Regions from separate parts of the Sus scrofa genome. Here all the other regions are linked to region 1. Evidence: chromatin contacts called from public Hi-C and HiChIP or PLAC-seq data. All regions are on one chromosome and are shown on one strand. The core of a region is the stretch at or near the end of the contact, and the rest is flanking DNA. Distances in the headings are between cores, read along the strand shown. Region 1 overlaps NEDD4L (E3 ubiquitin-protein ligase NEDD4-like). Region 2 overlaps ALPK2 (alpha-protein kinase 2). Region 3 overlaps NEDD4L (E3 ubiquitin-protein ligase NEDD4-like).

What was found. Hi-C and Micro-C count contacts between places; a contact is called where the count stands out from the background. HiChIP or PLAC-seq counts read pairs in DNA pulled down with a chosen protein or histone mark.
Region 2: a contact with region 1 is called in an H3K27ac HiChIP or PLAC-seq map of skeletal muscle, with 3 times the contacts expected there. The contact joins two enhancer-like sites. A contact is called at or near these places in 1 of 47 Hi-C or Micro-C datasets (fetal skeletal muscle) and 1 of 2 datasets of contacts at active chromatin or transcription factors (skeletal muscle).
Region 3: a Hi-C map of skeletal muscle shows a contact between it and region 1, with 6 times the contacts expected there. The contact joins two enhancer-like sites. A contact is called at or near these places in 2 of 47 Hi-C or Micro-C datasets (heart right ventricle and skeletal muscle) and 1 of 2 datasets of contacts at active chromatin or transcription factors (skeletal muscle).

Annotation. Positions count from the first base shown.
Region 1 is chr1:162,509,151-162,513,421 of Sscrofa11.1, reverse strand. The region is part of intron 5 of NEDD4L (E3 ubiquitin-protein ligase NEDD4-like); the gene reads left to right. Among named protein-coding and RNA genes, the nearest start is that of MIR122, 180 kb to the right of the region's middle. Within about 2 kb of position 1,826, at least 17 of the 83 cell types and tissues checked have an H3K27ac peak or open chromatin away from gene starts, as enhancers often do. A contact at or near this core is called in fetal skeletal muscle and skeletal muscle, where this site is marked.
Region 2 is chr1:162,287,719-162,291,989 of Sscrofa11.1, reverse strand. ALPK2 (alpha-protein kinase 2) reads right to left here. Exons shown (of 14, transcript XM_001925970.7): 13 at 882-930. Among named protein-coding and RNA genes, the nearest start is that of MIR122, 40 kb to the left of the region's middle. Within about 2 kb of position 2,064, at least 20 of the 83 cell types and tissues checked have an H3K27ac peak or open chromatin away from gene starts, as enhancers often do. A contact at or near this core is called in fetal skeletal muscle and skeletal muscle, where this site is marked.
Region 3 is chr1:162,372,730-162,377,000 of Sscrofa11.1, reverse strand. NEDD4L (E3 ubiquitin-protein ligase NEDD4-like) reads left to right here. Exons shown (of 32, transcript XM_021073866.1): 29 at 620-727; 30 at 1,952-2,048; 31 at 2,712-2,784. Among named protein-coding and RNA genes, the nearest start is that of MIR122, 45 kb to the right of the region's middle. Within about 2 kb of position 1,955, at least 10 of the 83 cell types and tissues checked have an H3K27ac peak or open chromatin away from gene starts, as enhancers often do. A contact at or near this core is called in skeletal muscle, where this site is marked.

The DNA.
Region 1 (4,271 bases), core at 577-3,076:
CCCTTTGCCTCTCATGGAGCGGAGGATGGCGGAGGTGGCCTGCAGGCAGGCGTGGGCGCGCTGAAGCGCAGCTCGTCCATGTTCATCCCCCAGCTCCTGAGCCCCGTTGACACGCGGCCCACCCGGAGTTCATCCGTGCAGATCTCGCTGCAGCGCAAAGCTGCCGACGGGGCCCCCGACGGGTGCGGGCCCCCCGAGGGCCTGGACGGCGACGCGGGCTCAGTGCCTCGGAGCGGCTGCTCTGAGACCCCGGAGCCCAAGAGCCTCGAGAATCCCTCTCCCGGGGCCGCCAGGGCTCCAGGCCCGCAGGTCAACGGCACGTGTGGCCGACGAGCACCCGGCCTCACAGCCCCCGATGGCCGCGAGGAGGCCAAGCCTTCGATCGCCCAGGGGCCCGAGGGCAGCGGAGGACTCCGCATCCAGCACCGCGCCTCCAGCGCGGATGTGCGCCAGGTGAGGCTGACGCCTTTCGGGGCTGACGGCCCAAGCAGCTCGTCGGCGCAGGAGCCCAGGCGCTGGTCCCTGCAGCACGTTCCAGATGCTTCTGGAAGTTCTGGGAAGCGGTGTTTTGTCTTCCAGTTGCAGCAGCCGCAACCCGGTGTGCCAGGGCTGGGTGGTGACTTCAACTTCGGGTTCACCGGCACCAAGGGGGACAGGTTGGTGAGGTATCCCCGCATCCGGCTAGAGAGGAGCACCTCGTACCCCACGCAGCCCCGAGCAGAGCGCGGGAGCCCCACAGAAGAGCACGGCCATCCGGAGACACCACCCCGGGGCCGCAGGGTGGCTCCCGAAATCCACAGGACCAACTCCGTGGAAAGGACGCCGCAGGGTCAGGGCTGCACGTTTAAGATCAGGCAAGATCAAAATGCGGGGCAGCAGCATTTCAGAATTCTTGTGACTCGGGGGCCAGAGGAAGCTCCTCAGAATCCCGAGGAGAATAACGCCTCCTGCCCTGGTTCCTCAGGAGCCAGCGCCCCGGTAAGTTAGTGTGCGTTTCCCTGCAGTGGCCTGTCGGCAGGGACTGATTCAAGTTCAGCCGACTGATTCTGCAGCATAATTAAAATAAACTCCATCCGCCTCCCTTCTGGGAGTTTCCTTGCTTCTGGCCAGAGTAACTTAATGTTTGGCCGAGTTCTGGGACCATGATTTGTGGTCCAGCCTTTGGTAGAGGTCCATGAAACTAGTTAGCATTTCAGAAAATATCATTTCCTTAGGTCCTCAAAGTCAGACAGCTCTGTTTTGAAAACCCAGACACAACCCCTTCTGCTCTTTTCCTCCCTTCTGAATAAAAGAATTTTTAAAACATATCACTTTTTAAGTGAAACTGCAGGGCCCCAACATGTTGATGTTGGAAGTGCATTTAAAAGCTGCTTGCATATGAAGCCTCTGACAACACTTGCTTTTTAAAAATTATCAGTTCTAATAGAGAGAGAAAATTTTGTGTTAAACTTATCTAGTCGCTTAATAATTAAGGGTATGCGAAGTTTGACCAGTTCTTCCTAATGGCCTTTTAGCTGTGGAGGGCTGTCCCTTGTTATGTAAGTTATGGTCTTTGTTGTTGTTGTTATTTTGTCCCATTAAGTAATACTGAACAAGGGGAGTCACATTTGTGGGACAGGAGGAAATGTGTTTTTCAAGCAGTTTGGCTTATGGGCCCAGGCAGGGCGAAACTGATTTGGGAACTTGTTAATGGTCAGATTGCACAGTCCTGCAATTTAACACGGCCCACTTGAGTGTCTAAGCGGGGCTGCTGTATATAGAATAGTAAGTGCCCTGTCTCCAGCTGTGGAATCAGACGCCCTGCAACAGATTTTGGCCTTTATTGCTCCTGTGTTCTTGCTCTCTCCCTTTCAGTGAAATGGAGTACAGAAAGACAGCTGCTAACTCCAGCAGGCAAATGATGACTCTGCAGCTTTCATAGTTTGTCATGGGATGAAAAGTTCCATCGGTTAGCTTTTTTTTTTTTTTTTTTTTTTTTTTTTTTACTAATAATCCCTAGGCACTAGGCTCTGAGTGCTTTATTTTTAAAGGACAGGCTCCTTGTGTTTTGAATGGGTTTTTTTCCTTGAATTCCCTGTGATTGCTGGTTTGAGGCTATGACAGTGAAATGTCTAGGAGACTTTTTGTTTGGGTTTTAGTTACCAGTTGTGACTTTTCAAAGTGGTTGGCTGAGTATGATTGTGGGATTATAGTGTCTTTTATTATTTTGTGTTGAGGAATATTTTTGGCCACTTGAGTAAAACTTCATCAGTGCTCCATCGTTGGTTTTCACCATTTTGAAGGTGAAATCAGATGCTAAATTGCAAACATTACATTTTTCTAACTATTTCTTATTCTTTTCCCTTCTACAAGCCATTTTCTCTTGTTATCTCTAGTTCCTTTATTAGAAGATACCTGAGTGCATTGTCTTGGTCTGAAGTGATACCATTTTTATGCAGGGGTACCGATTTCCATAACATTTTGATAATAGCTGCTAACCTTCAGCCCAAGAACGTACCATCACAACAGGTGTAGGCTTCAATAGACATCACAGCTCCATGCTGAATTTGGACCACCTACCACGTGGAGATTGACAAAACACATTTCCAAAAGTTTGGACAACTGTTCAGTTATGTTATCAGAAATTTAAATCATTTTGCAGTTAATGTTGAGGACAAATGGATTTATATAATTATAGTCTCATTTGGCTTGAGGTTCCTCATGTAATTATAAAACAAGTAGAACATACCAAAAATTATGTAGTTTACATACAAAGACTGTTCCAACTTCCAAGGGCTATTACAGTGGAAAACAGATTTCTTCAAATTTGGAAATGAAAGCTCTGGAATAAAGAGCTTTTCTTAGAGAATATGTTTCATCTAGTGCACAGTAGTTTTTATTTTCATATTTGTATTTTTGTACACTTAGAGAAATTTGTAAACAGTTGGCGGGAAGCTGGTCTTTTTTCAAGCGAAAACCTGTTTTTTTCAGGAAGCAAAAGCAAAACTTGGTGGCGTAACAAAACTGCCTGCTCCATTCAACACTTTGTACGTGTTTCACTCGGGCAGAGATGTTAAGTGCGGGCAGCAGCTGCCACAGCCTTATTTATCTTGAGGGAAAACATTCCCTTGGGCGTCTACAGTCTGGCTGCCCCCAAGCGTTTTTGATGTTTCACATATCTGCTGCTTTGGTCAGAAGGGCATTTTCGTTACTATTTTACATGAAAAATCGATTACGGTCTGGTTTTTGAGTAACGTCAAAAAACATTTCCCGATTGGGAAAAGCATTCAAGCCCCCTTTTGCGAATGTGCTTATATTTCATGATCTATGCCTTAGACCTTATTCCAGGGTTGCCTCCGTGAGTAATTTTCTCTGTCTCTGCCTCCCAAACATCCTGTGGTGAGTAAATCTAAAATGCAACGTCATTCTAAAAAATGCTGATCAGATTCCTAGAAAAAGAAACATCAGGAACCCCTGTGATCATAGATGTCCCGCCTGGTCTGACACCTCAGTAAAGTAGAAAGGATGCTTAGAGTTATAATCAGTTATAAGTTTTCAGAGTTCTCACAACGTATTGGTTCCATTTGTGGCATATTAATGTCATTTAATGAGTAATTGATTATCTTAAATTAGTGTTTTGAGTTCTTTGGTTTGGTTATGAGCTTCTTAACCGTGTGATAATTACTCTGAGGCAACAGGATCACTGTTTACCAGCATCAGTGTCCCCTTTCAATAGGCTTTCCTACGTAATAACTGCCAGGCTCTGCATTTTACAAGTTTCAGGAGCCAGTTTTCTAATCCCATTACAATGTCATTAAGTGTTTAAGGTCCGCTGTGTATATAAGCTTACACCGGGTGCTGGAAAGTTTCTGCAACTATCTCAGTTTCTTGCTGACAGAATTCATAATGTAAACAGAGTTAGGGCCCCGAGGGCCTGGGCAGGGCAGTGGGGGTGGGGTGGCAGAAACCTGTGTCCTGACACTCCATGAACTTGCTACTCCAAAGGCATTTTCCTTCTCTACTTACTTTCCAGGTTCTGTGAGTTCTTTCTGTGCCCTCTCCATCAACATACACTTCCCAGAAGTAGTGTGGCAATTTTTTGTCATTAAAAATTCATTTTACTGAAGGACACAGGAACCCCCAAACCCTTTTTGTCTGGGGGGAGTTTTAGTTTGCATCTCTTCCAGAGAAAGTGATGAGACTCTACAGAACATTTTTGACATTAGTATTAGTTGGTGCCTCTTTTTTACCTTAAAAAATAATCCTGGGAATGTATGTGCAAACCACCGCCT
Region 2 (4,271 bases), core at 815-3,314, 220 kb after region 1:
TATGAGTAACAGATGCTTTTCAATGGCCACCATCAGCTGAGATTTCAGCTCCATTATTCCCAAACCATTATAAAACCTCCTTTTAAAGACACAAGCCACTGGCCCGTCCATTTCTTCCGCCTTATAAACAGTCCTAGAAACAGCAGCAGTGGGCAAAAGCCAGGTAGCTCCAACCCTGAACGTGATTTTCACCTCTGACCACAAATAGCCTGCCTTCTCCTTACTAATGGTGAGCAAAGCAGCGAGAAGGGGAAGTTTGTTAAAGAGACACCCGGTCAAAGGTTACCTCAGTGCCAACCAGGCACACCCCACAGGGAGCAAAGCAACGCCCTGGGTGCATTAGAAAACCACCACCATTGCCAACAACCGAAGTCACTAATCACAGCTCTTCCATAGCCATTTGCCCCTGCAACCATCACCATGGGAGTCTGGGAGCCGCCTAACGAATTTTTTGGTGAAAAAATATGGGGAAAATACCTTTAAAAATGCAAATTGAATTCACGGCACTCAAATGCAAATAGACGCATATTTCAAAAGAAGCTTCTGATCGTGAAGATACAAAATGTAGAAAATGGAATATTCCTCGTTAAAAGAAATCCCAACAACACTGGCATGTTTCCCCACCATGGCACTCCTGGTAGTCATTAATCTTGAAATGGGTTTACAGATTTCTTACTTGTTTCAAAGTTAGGAAACAAATGTGTTTCCTTGGGAGAACAAAGTCCATAAATATTTTAGGTATGTGAGAGAAGTGAACTGAATGCGGCCCAAGAACATTTGTGATCCACGGTTAGGACAAGAACTCTCCTTTGCCGGCCTCAGCCTAATAGCATCTGCCCAGAGTTGACCTGGTATGTACTTGACTTATTGTTTCTACTCACCCTTTAGCCAACGTTGCTATGCCAACGTCTGTTAACTTCATTCCTACACCTACAGGGAGAGAGAAAGATGGGATGTGTTAACCCGGGGCTCCTCAGAAAAGATGGACCATCTAAGCGCGGGGAGGGGTCATGCCAGCCCAGCATCACTTCCCTCCCTGCGCAAACACACTTTCCTACCCATTTCCATCAGCAAAAGCTGACAGCCTTTCAAATGTGCACAGGGGTGTTACGGGACTTTAATGGGGAAGGCAGGCTTCTGATGCAGCCAGTCAGGTGGGCGAGGAGCAGGGCCTTTGGTCCCACAACTTGTGCCCTTTATGGCTCCTGAAATGGTGTCCACTGTCCACCTGGTCCACCCCCTCTGCTGGAGGAGGGAGGCCTGTCGCCCATCCCATGAGATCTCTCCCCAGAAATGCTCTGATCTGGACTTAGGTCTGCTCCCTGCCCTTCATTAAAAGCAAAAACCCCTTGCACAAAGGGAGGTGGAGCGGGTGTGGGCTGGGCCGGCCAAGTTCAGTGAGAGAGTTCAAGGTGGCATTTGTTCAGTTCAATGCCAGACTCCAGACACACGATTTCCCCTTTCCATAAAGGCAGCTTTCCAATTCAAGACTGAAGATTTTCTGGGTTGGCTTTTGACCCAGGGAAACACTCCTGCATTGTTTGTACACTTTTAACCACTGGCCTGGAGCTGTTGGTATGGGCACACCCACAATCTAACCCTTTGATGCTTATCCCAACTGCTCTCCATTAAGCCACTGGAAGTTGGTCGGGGTGGGGCCTACCAATCCCGACACAACAGAACAGCTACTGGAGCTTTCCACTCTGGTTCAGTAGAGCCACAGGCATCTTGGGCAGAAGCCAAGCACATGGAAGTCTTTTTGCTTCTGTCTTCCCAGCAGGAGAGCTTGGGAGAAAGGCTCAGGAACCAGGGATTCAAAGAGTATGAAAGCTCTTCTGCTTTGCCAGGCGGGGAAGGGCAAGTTTGGTCTCACCTTCCCCTCCTGCCCAGGTCTGGAAGAAGGCAACCCTCTGTGATGCCCAGGGTGTCGGTGGCCTCTGGCCTTTGCAGAATCTCCTTGCCAGAGTAGATACCATTTCTGTTCCTGCCTCTCTAGGGTGATGGCTGTGGGCACCTGTTCCGTTTCCCTGGCTTGGCCTTAATCTCACCCACGCCATCTAGTGGCGGGACTTTCACACTGGGCCAGGGGTTCACAGCGCTCCGCTCTGCTCCCTGGGTCTTGCCTCTTCTCTTGCCTGATTCTTGTCCCAGTTGGGCGAGGCTCTGGTCACTGTATTCCCCACGGCTGGCAGGTGACCAGTTCACAGAGGGGCCTGGCTGCCCAGAAGCCAGCTTGAGCTCTGGATGAAGGAATAGCATCCCTGGCAAAAGCCAAGCCTGAGGGTGAGATCTTATGGCAATTTAGTTGCATGGGTCTCCAATTCCTATGAGCACTGTCTTTCCAAGGCTCGGGAAAGGATAGCTGAAGGGTTAATGCTCTGACTCAGCAATGTCCACCTGGACATTTTTTGGAGTGTGGCCAAGAAAAAAAAAATTTTGCAGGCCATACTGCTGTTCAGGCTGGTTAGTCAGAAGCAAAGAACCCTGCTTGTCTGCTGTGCACCTGTGAGCCAAATTAGACTCGGCACTTGAGGGGAGCCAGCAAGCATTTTAAAAGCCTCTTTCACAGTTGGCGACTAATTCATCTCATTCTTTCAAAGCTGCTAACAACTAGAACATATGCAGAAATGCTTCACATAGTTTTTATGATAGGACTGTACTTTAAAAAAAAAAAAACCCACCAAATTGCAAAAGCCCTCTTTGGACATCTTGTTTCACGGAAAGTTGTATTTAAAATTTACAGCGCTAAGCTGCATAGAAGTTCAGTTTTAAAGAGTCACTTGGCAAAAGGTCCCTGATCTGGAGAACTGCTTTTACCCCAAGACTCACAATTACTGGTTGTCACTGATGGTGGGAAAAGTAGAATATGGTTTTTTCAAAAGGAAACCTCTCTTGGTTTAATAATTTACCAGCAATTCAACCGAGGTTATTGTCTGTACAGGATAATTTAAATGCTAGTGTGCAGCTTGTTAAAGTGAGTTGGGGATAATAGTTGTCTACAGTTGTTTCTGGTAGAAGGCAGGAAAAAGGCAGCCTTACAAGTTTGTTCTCCAGAATTTGACTTCTTTGGTTATTTGGGCAGCAGCTTCCGAGGAACCCCAGTGGGCTCAGGCATGTGCAGACCTTAGGGCCAAATCCCGGGCTCAGCTTTCACCCCACAATCCTGCAGGACTCACCACAATCCCATCAACAAGCAAAGGCAACCAGGGAGAGAGTCACTTTTTAAGAGTCTGCGAAAGTGATGCTTGAGCTTGAGTTTGTCTGGGATTTTCCTATCCTAATTCCAGTGTCTCGGTCAAATTACAAAATGTGAGAATCGTTTAGAAAATGGATGTGTTATCTTGGGCTCAATGATGATGACAGTAGAAAGATTTTTCCCAGCAGCCTCAGAGAGTAAATAAACACCATTATGAAACACTGAGCCAGCACTTTAAACCACACCCGTCATTTACAGGGAGATATCATAACTACGGCTGTTAACTAGTGCCCAGAAGCAAAGTCAGCTGTGCGTGAAGCTACAGGATGTAGCTTTTCAGTAGAACTTTATTTAATGCAAAATTAATTCTGAAGGAGAAAAGAGAGGGATGTCTAAACAGTTGAACAGAATTGAAATAAAGTAACTGTTAAGATCATTTTTTGGGTCCTGCCTGTGGCCAAAAGTTCCTGGGCCATGGATTGAACCCGTGCTGCAGCAGTGGCAACACTGAGTCCTTAACTGCTGGGCCACCACGGAACTCCAAGACCATGGTTTTTGTGTACGACAGCAAAGTCTCTTCAAAAAGCAGGTGAATGTGGCTGCCTTCAACTTGCAGATCAGCCTCCCCTGCAAGCCTGGAGCATTGCACTTACCAGCTGGCCTTAGAGGTGGCCCTCACATTAAGCATACTTGGAAATCTCGCCAATTTGTAAATTTGAGTTTTAGTGGAAAGAGCTTAGGGTTCAGTCAGAAATAGTGTGTTGGAATCTTGGACCCCTCTATTAGCTGAGTGATAGCAGGTGATTAAGACATTAGCTCCAAGACTGTTTTCTCTTCTGTGAAATGGGCATCATAACATCCCTTTTGCAAGATTATTGCAGAGATTAAACAAAAATGATGGGGAAAATGAGTGCACACAAAACACTGATGAAATCCAAGTAAGGTCTGTAATTTGTTAATTGCCTTAGAGCCACTGTCAACCTTCTGGTTTTGACAGTGTGCTGTAGGCAAGATGCTATCATCAGGCAAAGCCGTGTGAAAGGCACAAGGGGACCTCTCTGTACATTTTTGCAAT
Region 3 (4,271 bases), core at 706-3,205, 140 kb after region 1:
ACTCTGGTGCCTCTGCAGGAATATCATGCATTTGTCCACAGGAAACCTGCCCTTCAGAGGGTTCGGTAATAAGAAAAGTGGACCTAAGATTGTAAGTCAGAGAAGCGATTACTGCGTTAGTGCTGGTGCAGCCACGGACCTCTGGGCACATGAGTTTGCCGCCCTCACCTGGGTCGATGGATCTGGGGGAGATGCGTTCTTACTGTCATAAAACTCGAGTTCTTTTGTGAGTGGGGAGGTGGTTTCACATCTTGAGACAAGTAACCTCTCAGAAGGGGAAACAGCCAAAATAATGAGCAGATGTAAATGCAGTGTGAGAAGATCCCTGAGCGAGGTGCTGAGATTAGCGGGCAGGGAAGGCGATCTGGCCTTGGAACTTCCCGTGGGAGATGGGTAGCCATACAGGTTTTAGACCGGGCCCCTGTTACCGCTGCTGTCTGATCTGCAGCAGGGAGGCTTTGGAACACATGTCCCTCCCTTCGTTTGTATCTGTGCATCACTGGCCTGTCTTGCTTGGCACACACCGTGGCTCTGTCCTTGAGGAAGGGCCTTATCTCTGCGTGTGTTTCTTTGGCTTTCGAGGAGTGCCCCCTTTAACTCTGGTCCATCTCCCTCCCAGTTGCTGATGTGCGGCCTTGGTGATGTGGATGTGAACGACTGGCGACAACATTCTATTTACAAGAATGGCTACTGCCCAAACCACCCTGTGATTCAGTGGTTCTGGAAGGTAAGGCCAGGACCGGTCCCTGCTGCTCCTCCTGGGTCGGGTAGGGGGCCCTGTGCTGCTTCCCACGGTCCTGCTGCTGGAAGTCGGGGCGCTGCTGGCACCTGGCCTGCTGGGAGAGAAGAGCCGGCTGAATCCAAAGCAGCCCATCCTGCTGCTCTTCTGTAACTGTGGTAGACAGCAGTCTTGAAGCAGCCACCTGATTAACATGCTTTTGTTTGAGGATATCATTCAGGAGGATGATTCTGAAAAGCGAGATTCAAGAATTGGAACTAATCCTCCAAAGTGTAACCAAGAATGGGAGATTTCTCAGGGCAAAAACATGCTTTGGGACTGACTTTTCTAAGATGCCACTTTGGATTAAAAAACCCTTTTCCCAGATTTTTTTTTTTTCCCCCTGGTTAATTTCAACAAACATTATGATCTTTACATCTTTCAATCAAAGATACAGATAAAATCTGCTGTGCTCTCTGAAGGCCAGTGTTTGCATCCTGTTCAGCTTAGGAGAGAAGTGACAGAGAAAGTGGGGGTGGGTCCAAGGGAGAGATGGTAAACTGAGGAAAGAATAGTCACAGGGAAGAAAAGCTGATTATTTATTTGTGTTACTAATAATACTTCAGGTGCCAATAGCGAAACATAGAGAAAAGAAAAACAGAACCTTCAAATCCCCAAATCCTCATCCAAGTCTCGCTCAGCTTTAAGTTTGAATATTTTTTATTTCAATTCAAGGGGCTTTACCAGTGAAGGCAACTCGATTCTTAGAATAATTCAGATACATAAGATACACAGATTATTTCAGAGGCTACCCTGGCCTCTGTTTTTCTTTCTTTTTATAAAATGTTATCTTTAGAGAATTTGTCTATAGTCAGCAATCCCACCACATAACCTGGGTTCCCCCTGGGTCAACACTTCTCAAACTGTCTATGTTTATAGTTGGCCGGGGGCCACTGGCAAGCCTCATACAGAAACCTGAGCTCAGGGCCATTAGTGAGTTTGCTTTGAACACCACTTCTTTTGACCAGTTGGCAGAAGAAGAAAGAGACCTTGTGATCTCTCGCTCTCTGAGATCACAGAGGCCAGTACTGTGGTGACCGTAGGAAACCGCTTTTAGGGTCAATGGTCTAGATCTTCGGCTGCAGGGTAGTGAGGTTGTTTTGCCTGTCTGCATCACAGCAGCACGGGCCATGTGTCACATGGGCTCACCTGACCTTCTGCCTCCGTTCATAGGCTGTGCTGCTGATGGACGCCGAGAAGCGGATCCGGTTACTGCAGTTCGTCACCGGGACGTCCCGAGTACCTATGAATGGATTTGCCGAGCTTTATGGTGAGCAGGACACCTTTAGATTTTGTTCTCCTCTAGCCAGGCATCAGCTGCAGCCCGAGAAGAGTGCCTCCAGGCCCCTAGACAAGTGGACTTTGCACGGACCCTGAAGAGATGGGGCAATGTGCCCTCCTCTCAGCTGTGTGTGTAGTTCCCTTTACATGAAGGGGCAGGGGAGGGGGTCTTTTTTGTTTTCATGCAGAGAGTCCTAACATTGGTCTTTTCTTTTTTTTGGTGGGGGGGGGAGTTTTGTTTTTTGGTATATCTTCACAAACAACCGGATTTTGCAGAATCATTCCTGTGTTTGTAAACAGAATATTTAAGGCACTCCTTCCCTCCATGAGGCATATTCAAGGTCATGTTTCATTTTTTTCCCCCCAGAAGTAGTTCGAAATTTAAACTTCACGGGTTGGACTGAAAGGCTGTAGATGTCCGCATGTCCATATGTTGTCACGTCTGTTGTGTTCAGCTTGGCGCGATTCCAGTCTGACAGTGGCACAGAGTCTGTGTCATGAGGTTGTGCAGACCCCTTGCTTGCCCCGTTGTTAAACAGCCTCAGAGGGGGTCTCGGGCCCCCCGCCCCTCCCTTTCCTTTATCCCCTCCTTCACCATGTTCCTCTGCCTTGAGCCCTCTAAGCGTCTATTTTTCTTTGTTCTTTCATCTAGGTTCCAATGGTCCTCAGCTGTTTACAATAGAGCAATGGGGAAGTCCTGAGAAACTGCCCAGAGCTCACACATGGTGAGTGACGGAAAACCACCTGGTTGTCAACAAATAGTATTTTAAACATTTAGCGAGTATACTGCCGGGCTAGAGGCTAGAATGCTGTGTTCCCTGCCCATTCAGAATTTTGAGTATGAAATGTCAGTGATGCTGATGAAATTAAACCAAAATTTGAAGGGGGTCCTGTTGGAGATGTGAAGGCTTAAACCCACCCTTCCTGCTTCCTGCGGGGAGTTCCTCTCCCAAACTCCATCCTTCCGCAGTTATTCTGGGAAGCAGAAATTTCCCTGTGTATCCGCATGTGGATATGACAGCTCCCAGCCTCTCAACAGACTGGGTTTTTCCTCCCACCTTAAATTGGTCCAGAGCTATGGATAAATTCCCTGTAGCCACGTTGGTTAAAGGCCTTCCATGGCCAGCCAGAAGCCATCAGTCAGTGGGATTTGGTAGCGTCATTGGCCCGAGGAGTGTCAGGTCTGACCAAGGACCCCTGCCCAGGGAGACGCGCTGGCACAGCTGCGCTGAGGAGTTCTCCAGGCTGCGGGGTAGAGGGAGAGTTCTGTGAAACCCAGCACAGAGGGGACCTCAGGAGCTCCTGCCATTCAGGGTGCTGTGTCCCTCAGGCTGGTTTCCCCCTCAGGCTTTGCTCTCCTGCTCTTAGGAGGCAGGTGGCAGGGGCCTGTGGGACACATTCTGACCACACAGTGGCCTCCCTGCCCACAACAGGCCAGCGCAGCCAGAAGAGAGGGCTCCCCAAAGGGCATTTGTAGAAAACAGGCCTGGAGAGGTGTTGTGCTTCTGTTTGATTGCCTCACCTCACCGGAAAGCACGTTTTTTCCCCTGTCTGGACCATTCACATGACTCTGAATGACGTGGATGTGGTCACTGCCGTCAGCACCAGAGAACAGGTGACTCCAGCTAATGCTGGCCGATCATCAGGCAGTCTGTCCTTGATTCTCAGGGAGGATGTCTTGGCCATTTAGAGCTCTTGCTCCAAACAGTTTCAGAGTCCAGTGTAGCTTTCTGGGTTCTGGAGCCTTCATATGAAAGGTAGTCACACTGAAACTGAGACGAGTCCTAGGGCTGTCGGGATGGGTTCGGAGCTCCCAGACTCCCAGTCTGGTGATAAGAAAAAGGATTAAGAGCTGCATCCACTGTGGGTCAGGCCCTTGACCTTAGCAGCGGCATTCCTGTGGGCTCCTGGGAGAGACTTGCTCATGAGCACGTGGCTCACAGACCCAAATCACAGGATTTGAACTCAGGTCTGCTAGGATTAGACTCTGCGGTCACCCTGACCACTGCGGTCAAGCTGTTGCCTTGGTGATAGGATTCACTTTCCAGATTTTTCTACATGAACCAAGTAACTGAGTATTCATCCCACGTCCCTCTGTGACCCTCTATACAGACATCTTGCTGTGGAATGCTTCTTCTTTTCAGGGTCCACATGCTGAGCCAGCACGAACATATGGTGCTGCCCAGATAAGACCCTGAATTCAAAAGTTCTC